Regions from separate parts of the Hordeum vulgare genome. Here region 1 is linked to region 2. The links are chromatin contacts, called in public Hi-C maps. All regions are on one chromosome and are shown on one strand. The core of a region is the stretch at or near the end of the contact, and the rest is flanking DNA. Distances in the headings are between cores, read along the strand shown. Region 1 holds the start of LOC123412911 (zinc finger protein CONSTANS-LIKE 5-like). Region 2 has its middle 44 kb from the start of LOC123409853.

What was found. A called contact is a pair of places that touch in the nucleus more often than the background predicts.
Region 1: a contact with region 2 is called in a Hi-C map of seedling, with 2.1 times the contacts expected there. The contact joins the promoter of LOC123412911 here to the enhancer-like site in region 2. A contact is called at or near these places in 2 of 6 Hi-C or Micro-C datasets (seedling and an unstated tissue).

The regions. Positions count from the first base shown.
Region 1 is chr7H:605,953,047-605,957,233 of MorexV3_pseudomolecules_assembly, forward strand. It overlaps LOC123412911 (zinc finger protein CONSTANS-LIKE 5-like), which reads left to right and starts at 1,842. Exons shown (of 2, transcript XM_045105871.1): 1 at 1,842-2,928; 2 at 3,014-3,725. The coding sequence starts at 2,254. The coding sequence ends at 3,469.
Region 2 is chr7H:605,802,286-605,806,781 of MorexV3_pseudomolecules_assembly, forward strand. No RefSeq gene overlaps it. Among protein-coding and RNA genes, the nearest start is that of LOC123409853, 44 kb to the right of the region's middle. Within about 2 kb of position 1,461, at least 2 of the 3 cell types and tissues checked have open chromatin away from gene starts, as enhancers often do.

The DNA of each region.
Region 1 (4,187 bases), core at 592-3,091, 150 kb after region 2:
TTGTAGGACCTAGTGGGTAGTTCAAACGTGCAGCCGAAACAAAGCCTGAAAGCAAGTGTTTTTGGGTGAAATAGAACTATCGTTCTGAGTGTCAATAGTTAACAAAGACAAATGCACATGTAACTTTTTTTTGTGGGAACACACGTAACTACTACTCATCATCTGTCATGGTAGCACAAAGACACCATAAGCAACAAAATTACATCCGGGTTGGTAGCCCACTTACCGAAGAGTACAAGCACAAGAGTGAGTCGAAGGCATGTTACCGTCATCATCCCTCCCTCATGGGAGTCGGGACACAACTTGTTGTAGGAGACAGACTAGTCTGCTCTACCGTGTAATAAAATAATTTGTTTTTTCGTATACTTACTTTAGGACTCCTGCTTGAATCCCCAATCCTTTCTTGCCTCCATGGATGTTGGGCAAGGGTAGGGGGGACTGAGGAGGAGGTGGAGGAACCTGCCTTGATCTAGTGTTGTGTATCGCCTGGTTCCCTAATCTGGAGGAGGCCCTCTGATTCACCCTCTTCATGAAAGGTTATTGTGGTGGTGAAGTATATGAGCAGCAGAGAGATGTAGTTACAAATTGGTAATGAGTTGTTCATCAATGGTTGCTATGGAGAGGCTTTGACACACGCTACTGTGATCGACCGCTTATTGTCTGCGACGTGTCATCGAGTATGTTGGCTAAGTGGTGGCCTTTCTTCTTCCTCACGGCTAAGATGCCAGGGAGGGAGTGCGCCTCCTGCATGGAGTCTATGGCATAGGGTCATCGAGGTTTGCCACACCCGAGTCGTGTCGTCACTCGCGGCGACGATACAAGGTTCATGTGGGAGTAGCTACGGACTCAATTGTGATATGTGTTAGCTCTTTGGGGTTCTCTTAGTAAGAATAAAAGTACAATTTGTCATTTCCCTTTTTTTGGGTCCTGTTGTAAGTTGTCAGCATCAGGTGTTCAGAACACTTCCTTTGTCCAAAAAAAATGAGGAAAAAATAACTCATGTAATTTATTATTATTTTGTGCGAGCATGTAATGTATCTCTTAGAACAAAATATTATTTTTACATATTCAAACTTCATGACCGTTGTCTTATATGGGTATTATGAGATTGTGTGTGTGCATCGTGTAGTGATGGACATCTGTAGTCTAGTTGTAATCGGTATTCCTTTTAAAAGAATACTAACTAAGACCTCATTTTCTGCCAAATAATTGTAGTATCTAGTAAGAACCCATGATCGTTGAGCCACAGAACTGAAGTTGATTCTGATATAGGATCCGATTATGCAGCGTGGCTCGTTCTGACGGCAATAGTGGTAATTCGGTGATACAGAAACCTTGATGTAATTTCTACATGTTTGAAGCGTTTTGTACTTCTAATGAACTATTGTAATAGAAGAACTAGTCATTTTCGCAAAACGAAAACTAGTACGATACAGGGTACGTGTTACGTGGCACAAAACCGTCCTTTTCAGGGTCCTGTCAAACTTTTAGCCGCTTGGCTTTCGCAACGCATTTGTACTGGTTTTTGATTGTGGGGCGCCATGGATTTTCCTTTCCCCGGAAAAAGGGGCAATGCTTTGTAGAAAAGCATTGGGTACCATGATACGGATGGGTGGAGGTCAAAGGAAATTTCGCAGGGATACGAACACGATGGTGCATGCAATCATGCATGCATGTGCCGCGCCGGCCCACGGGAAGGAATCGGCACTCGTACCACGTACGGGAGCATATACCGCGTAGACGTACGTCGGCACGGACACCACCAGATTCATAGTACGTCCAACGTTACCATCCCCGACGCAGCAAAATCAGCCAGCCCCGCGTCCCGGACGCCCGGGTCTCGCCGTTTGCCTCCCCGGCGATGGCACCGTGAGCACGGACAGGAGGACGATGATAAGACGGGATTGCCGGATTGGTACGCCGGTATCGGTTGGCTCCCCCGAAAAGCCAAGCCAAGCCAACCCAGCATGCACCCAGCACTCAGCCAGCCCGCCGACGGCGATGTCTCCCCGTCTTTCACATGCACCAAATCCCCGCCAAAATCCGCACTGTATCATATCGGCATCAACCCATCGCTTGGCTCCCAACCCACCACGTGCCCCCCCCCCCCCCCCCTCCCCCACCCACTATTACATCTAGTCGCCCCCCTCCCCCACCTCAGATCAACCACTCCACTCTTCCACCCGCCATTGCCTGCCGGAGCTAAGAGGATCGACCGGGTACGCTCAGCTTAGGGCTATTAGGTAGTTAGTTATGATGGAGCTGCGCAAGTACTGGGGCGTGGGGGGAAGGCGGTGCGGGGGGTGCGAGGGGGCGGCGCCGGCGGCGGTGCACTGCCGGGACTGCGCGGGGTACCTGTGCACGGGGTGCGACGCGCGCCCGGCGCACGCGCGGGCGGGCCACGAGCGCGTCTGGGTGTGCGAGGTCTGCGAGGTCAGCCCCGCCGCCGTCACCTGCAAGGCCGACGCCGCCGTGCTCTGCGCGGCCTGCGACGCCGACATCCACCACGCCAACCCCCTCGCCGAGCGCCACGTGCGCGTGCCCATCGCGCCCATCGGCTCCCCCGAGGCCGCCGCGGTGGCCGCCGAGGCCATGATGCTCTGCGGCGCCGGCGACGGGGACGCCAGGGCGGATCCCGACGAGGTGCACGACCAGTTGCACCACCACGGACACGGGGGCATGCTGAACCTCAACGTGGAGGCCGGCAAGGAGGGCGGGAAGATGGACTACCTCTTCTCCGACCTCGTCGACCCTTACCTCGCCGTCGACTTTACCCGCTTCGCCCACGCCGACAGCGTCGTGCCCAACGGCGTCGCCACCGCCGCGGTACCCGCCGTCGTCGACCTGGACTTCGCGTGCGGGATCGGCGCCAAGCCGCCGCCGTCCTACAGCTCCTCATACACGGCCAACGGCTCCGGCGCGCACAGCGTTAGTCGCCTCGCCTTCGCCTTGCCGCGAACCGATCGCCTTCTTGCTTGCTGATCGATCGAGACGGCTATATATAATTTTTCAGGGCTCATCATCGGAGGTCGGCGTGGTGCCGGAGGCCATCCACGGCGGCGCGGGGAGCTTCGAGCTGGACTTCACCCGGCCCAAGCCGCAGGCGTACATGCCCGCGTACACCCCGGCGCCGCCGAGCCACGGCGTGGGCATGCAGCAGGCGTCGGCGGTGGACATGGGGTACCTGACGGTGCCGGAGCGGCCGGTGGCGGTGACCGGGGAGGGCAGGGTGGCGAGGCTGATGCGGTACCGGGAGAAGAGGAAGAACCGCCGGTTCGAGAAGACCATCCGGTACGCGTCCAGGAAGGCCTACGCCGAGTCCAGGCCGCGCGTCAAGGGCCGCTTCGCCAAGCGCGCCGACCAGGACGCCGACGGCGACGGCGACGACCTGGACGCGGAGGCGCATGCCGTGCCGTCTTCCACATCCTACTTGCTCGACTTCGGTTACGGCGTCGTGCCGTCCTTCTGATCCGTACGTCGGCGCGCAGCACGGGCCGGCCGCCTTGTACTTGTACCATTGATGCATGTACAGAGTACCGTAGGGGACTAGTAATCCATGTACTCTCCTGAGCTAGTTCGATCGCGCTAGTGATGTACTAGTAGCAATACTGTAAACTGTAACAGTAGTATTCTGGCCAATACGCTCGTTTAATTTTGGATCGCCGAAAACTAGTACTACTAGCCGCAACATATGGATCATCAATTATTATTCCGTTTTACTAAAACTCATCTAGTAATAACTGAGTTTAAATTATGTCTCATTCATTTTTTATAACCATTAAATGTGATATTTTAGAATGCTGATGTGGTTGTGTCTGTTTTTGTTTTTCATACGAATGTGATTAAATTATATCTCACAGATGAGTTCTAGGTCATTGAAGTTTATGGCGATTATGTTCGTCTACCCACGAAAATAAGGCTCTCGCTATGATCGGTAAGCTCGTGTGATCGATCATAAAATTTGTCCGCAAATTCTAATGGGTTCCGTTGAACTGCGCATGAATGGGTACTCTAACCGCGAAAAGTATGCACCAAATCAGCTTTCTCAAAGAAAAAAAATCAGCTTTACTTTGTGGCTCTGGATATCCACTGGACGTCAGATATTTTGGTATGAAAAATTAAACGTTTTTTTTTCGCAACTTGTGTTCGTCGCGGATAGGAATATAGTTGACGATTCCTTTTTTTAG
Region 2 (4,496 bases), core at 211-2,710:
GATTTTTCTCAGCCATGTATGCATTTCGAAGACACTAGACATTTTAATCATCAGCTACCTTTCTATGCTCTCTTTTCTGCCCTTGATGATGATCCAGTAGCCATTTTTGTTCTTACTAGCAAAAGAGCCCGTGCATTGCAACGGAAGAGAAAATTACACACGCTCTGAACGCAATATATTTTCACATGGCATCACATTTGTGTTGCCGACGATGGCTTTAGTGCTCATACAATGAAAACGCGTTTGAATATACAGTCACTCGGAATAAGATGAGAAATATGTTGTTTCCCCCCACGAGGTTTTCCAAAGGTGTGCATGTGTTGTTAACAATGTTTTCTTTCCTCTTAATTTGGTTTTAATTTAATGGATGTTTATTGCAATTCGTATCGTCGCCGGAAAGAGAGAAAAAAAGGACAGTGCACTACAAATTAAGTTTGCACCGAAAATAATATTTAAGAAGTATTCAACAGCTAAAAGTAACATCGTATTTAGATTCTACACATTTTTAATCAAATTTCATATATAACATGTTAAAATCGGAGTTACGATTTAAAAGATATGGATAATTTTGTTTTAGATAAATGTGGATTGATTAACTAAAAAGTTAGGGTATTTTTTGTTAAAGTACGGAGGGCGGGTTGATTACCTGAAACATCAAGGGGTTTTCGAAAAAATGCAAAAAAACGATTTGTTTTCTGACTTAAATCCGGACTGCGGGTTGATTACCTGAAACATCAGGGAGTTTTCTAAAAAATGCAACAAAGCCGGACTATGGTTTGAATACAGAAAAAGCGAGGGATGTTTTTGTAAAATGACCACAACAGGTGTCGCCTCTTGTCCCGGCTGGGCTTCAGCCTTTTGCATTTGATGCCCCCTTCCTAAAATAATATAAGAATTATTCCTTTTTCCGTAAAGAAGACTAAGGACAAAAAAAAAATCATTATTCTATTGTGCTCCAGTAAGACTCCGTCAGCTGGGAGTTGGGACCTGCTCAATTTTGTGCTTATATAGTTTGGAGATACACAGATAATAAGAGGGAAAGCATGTGCATGATCATGAGTCTTTGACAACATTGACACAAGGCGCATCTACCATAGTGAAACGTCGGGTCTGAATTTGGTCCTAAAGGCAATAAGTCGTGTTGTTAAATGGTGTCTGAACCTACTGCACACGGCAGAAACGATTCTGAGCTTCAGATCACGCACGGAACACGAAGCGCCTAGCAGCGAACGAGCAGAGTCGCTCTCCAACGAAAAAAGATTAACCACAATTCATTCTGACAGAAAATTAAGGACAAGAAAAACATAATTAGCGCTCGAGGAACTAGAGAACGTGTAGACTCCGTCAGATGAAAGTTGGGACTGCTCAATTTTTGTGCTTTCAGAGTACTCCTACTAGCACGTCCACACTGCACCTGTAGGCATCTAACTTTTGTGCCAAAAATCCAAGCAAGGGGGGAAGCATATGGTGTAATGAGAACTCATCCGATTGCCCAAGATAAGTGAAACTTCCATCTGAGAGCGATCTGTGGATGGCAATAATGGGGTTTCTTTCTCATCATGGGAAGCAAACCCAAAATCTCCTTCAAAAGAAATGCCGATTGAGATCACGTGAAGAAAAGCTTAACGACATGTGGAAGTGGGCCCCTCTCCAAGATGTTGGCGGATCAACCAATTATCTCCACCCCGATCCAGTGCGGACAGCAAGAAACTGGCCCGGTTCAAGCACCATTACAAAAGATGCAGCCCTTGATTGGTTTACATGAACTAGTGTCAATTACCTTGAACGGAGCAAAGAGTTAGCAAATTTATTTACCAACTGTAAATCGCAAAGGAGACAAGAGATGATTTGATAAGAAAAGAATAAGTAAACAATGCCATTTGATTATGTTGAGTGTGAGGGGCTTTAACCACAAAGCACTGTAATTTTCTTATTTTCTACAACCAATGTACACAATCATAATAAGTAAACTATTCCTAGGATATTTGGTACGCATGTACATTCTAGAAAGGAAGAACCTTTGTCAAGATATTTACAACTACTAAAATTGATACAAACACATATAATATGCTACAATAAATCTAAGAGGCACTAATCAGTCGGTAGATGAATGTGATTTTTTCACCTTTTTTATAATTTTGTTTGGTTTACACAATCTAGTTAAAAACTCCCAAACTAAAATCATATAGTGGTATTACTTCAATTGCAAAATATAATATGACCATAACACTTGTGTATTTGTAAAGTCATAAACCGAATAATATAATGGAGGAATTCAAATTTAGGTTTAAACATATAATGGTGTTTTTAATGTTGTCAAATACAACAAAATAGTGTTAAAACGTCTTACATTATGGGATGGAGAGTGTTAGTTAATCTTTGTGCTAAATTTAATATCAAAATTATCTAAGGTTTAGAGAACAAATAGGATATAAAAAAAGTAAAGATGTTTAGTCTAAATAGGTGGTGTATTTTTTTCAATCGTGCTGAAAGTTCACATGGTTGGTCATTTTGGACATGTAGGTCCTTAGATGTCGTTAGATTGTTATTGGGTATGACCCGCTAGGAAAGAGATTTCTCGTGATCATACGATACCAAATCATATGTTTGAGGACATACTTTATTAATATTGAAACTTGTCAAACGCTTTGTGCTTTTGGGACACCCGGTTCTGTAGTGTCTTTTCTCATGAAAGAAAGAACATGTCCGTTTTGTACGTACCCTATCTTCAGCAGCAAATTTCATTCTTGTTGCCCTCGAACGTCCTCGCTTCTTGCGTGGATTAGGTGGAAGCACATCGTCATGCAGTTCAGCTTCCAAGATGTTCTCATCTTCAATTTCATTAGCACACTCATCATCTGATTCCTCAAATAAATGCGTATAGCCTGTGTGGGCTTGAGGTATACCCTTAACATCTTCTTAGGTTGACATCAAACAGATCTCCTGTAAAGCTTCAGTAATTTTCCTCATTACAACATGGTATGCAACAAGTGATGCATCACCTTTAGATGATATGTCCACGCAAGCCTCGAATAATAGGGTATGACGGTGAGTCCTCGAAGCAGCTACAGCCATGTCGAAGTGCCTTTATTTCCTTCTCAGGCATTATAAGTCCGTCTTTTCTTGATGTATTTGTCTCAAAGAGTCCGGCAGCCAATATGCATCATAACCTAAAACAAAAATAAATCATATAAGTTTCGTCTAATTTCTTTTGAAAAAAAAAGACTAGCATAAAAATGATTGTTCATACCTTGCTTATGTGCGGGCATAATATGCCCATGTGTTCAAATAACCTACAAATACAACTGTATTTCTCTTCAAGTTTATTTACATGAACCGGAAACTCCAACTTGCTCCAGTTCTCCCTCGTATCACAATCAATGTGAATAGTTATGTATGTGCCATCAGCTGTGATTTCCTGGACAAGGTAAGACACACTCATATATACCAGGTCGCTGAACTTCGCAACCATGGCGTGTGTGTAAACTTTAGCAACTTTCCTCTCTATTGGCGAACTAGATATTGACTGACTTGCATCGTGTGAATACGTAAAGTTGCAACAACATGAGGTATGGTGATGGATCACATTTAGAGAATGAAAAAACTATATTTTTTATATTAGAAATATACCTTCGAAGTGTTGAACTGAAGTTTGTCCTCAGCCGCAATCATATGAGTAATAAACTTATCCTATTGTTTATGCATGGTTGATGATGGTGAAACCTAGGCTTTGAGCACATAATTCTTTTCTTTGAGGTCCATATTCATCCTTACATTTATGGCATGTTGATCATAGTCCATGATTCGTGTGAAGTAATCATGCTTGAGGTTTAACAGACCCAATTCCAAGTTGTCCAAGTAAACTATGTGAATGTAGAATATAATTATTGGCTGAAATTATATGCAAGCTGTTTATACAAACTTAGATTTGTTATGCAGTGTAAATACATGTAGAAAGATGACACATCCGTATATGTATGCACTAGTAGAAAAAGGGCCTTTTGTCCCGGTTCGTAAGGGCCTTCTGTCCCGGTTTCGGAACCGGGACTAAAAGGTTGTTACTAATGCCCTTGGCCTTTAGTACTGGTTCTTACACGAACCGAGACAGATGGGCCTCCACGTGGCCGGTGCGGCGAGCCCGGGCAGGGGGGCCTTTAGTCCCGGTTGGTGACACCAACCGGGACCAAAAGGCATCCACGCGTCAGCATTTCAGGTGCTGGGTTTTTTTTGAAAGGGGGGGAGGGGGTTTAGAGGGTTTTGGGAGGTTAATTTAGGTGTTTCATATATTGTGTTAGCTAGCTAATGAATAGAGAGAAGTGTGCTCTCTTATCTTCGTCCTTGGTCGACACTACATACTATACGTATAAAGAGGACTAGACACGCTAGCTAGTAAGCAAATGAAGGAAACAGAAGATCGTCATGAACATATGCATACAAAGAGAAGTGATATCGGCCACCTCTCCTTCTCTGAGAGATTGGTCGAACAACAAGTTCTC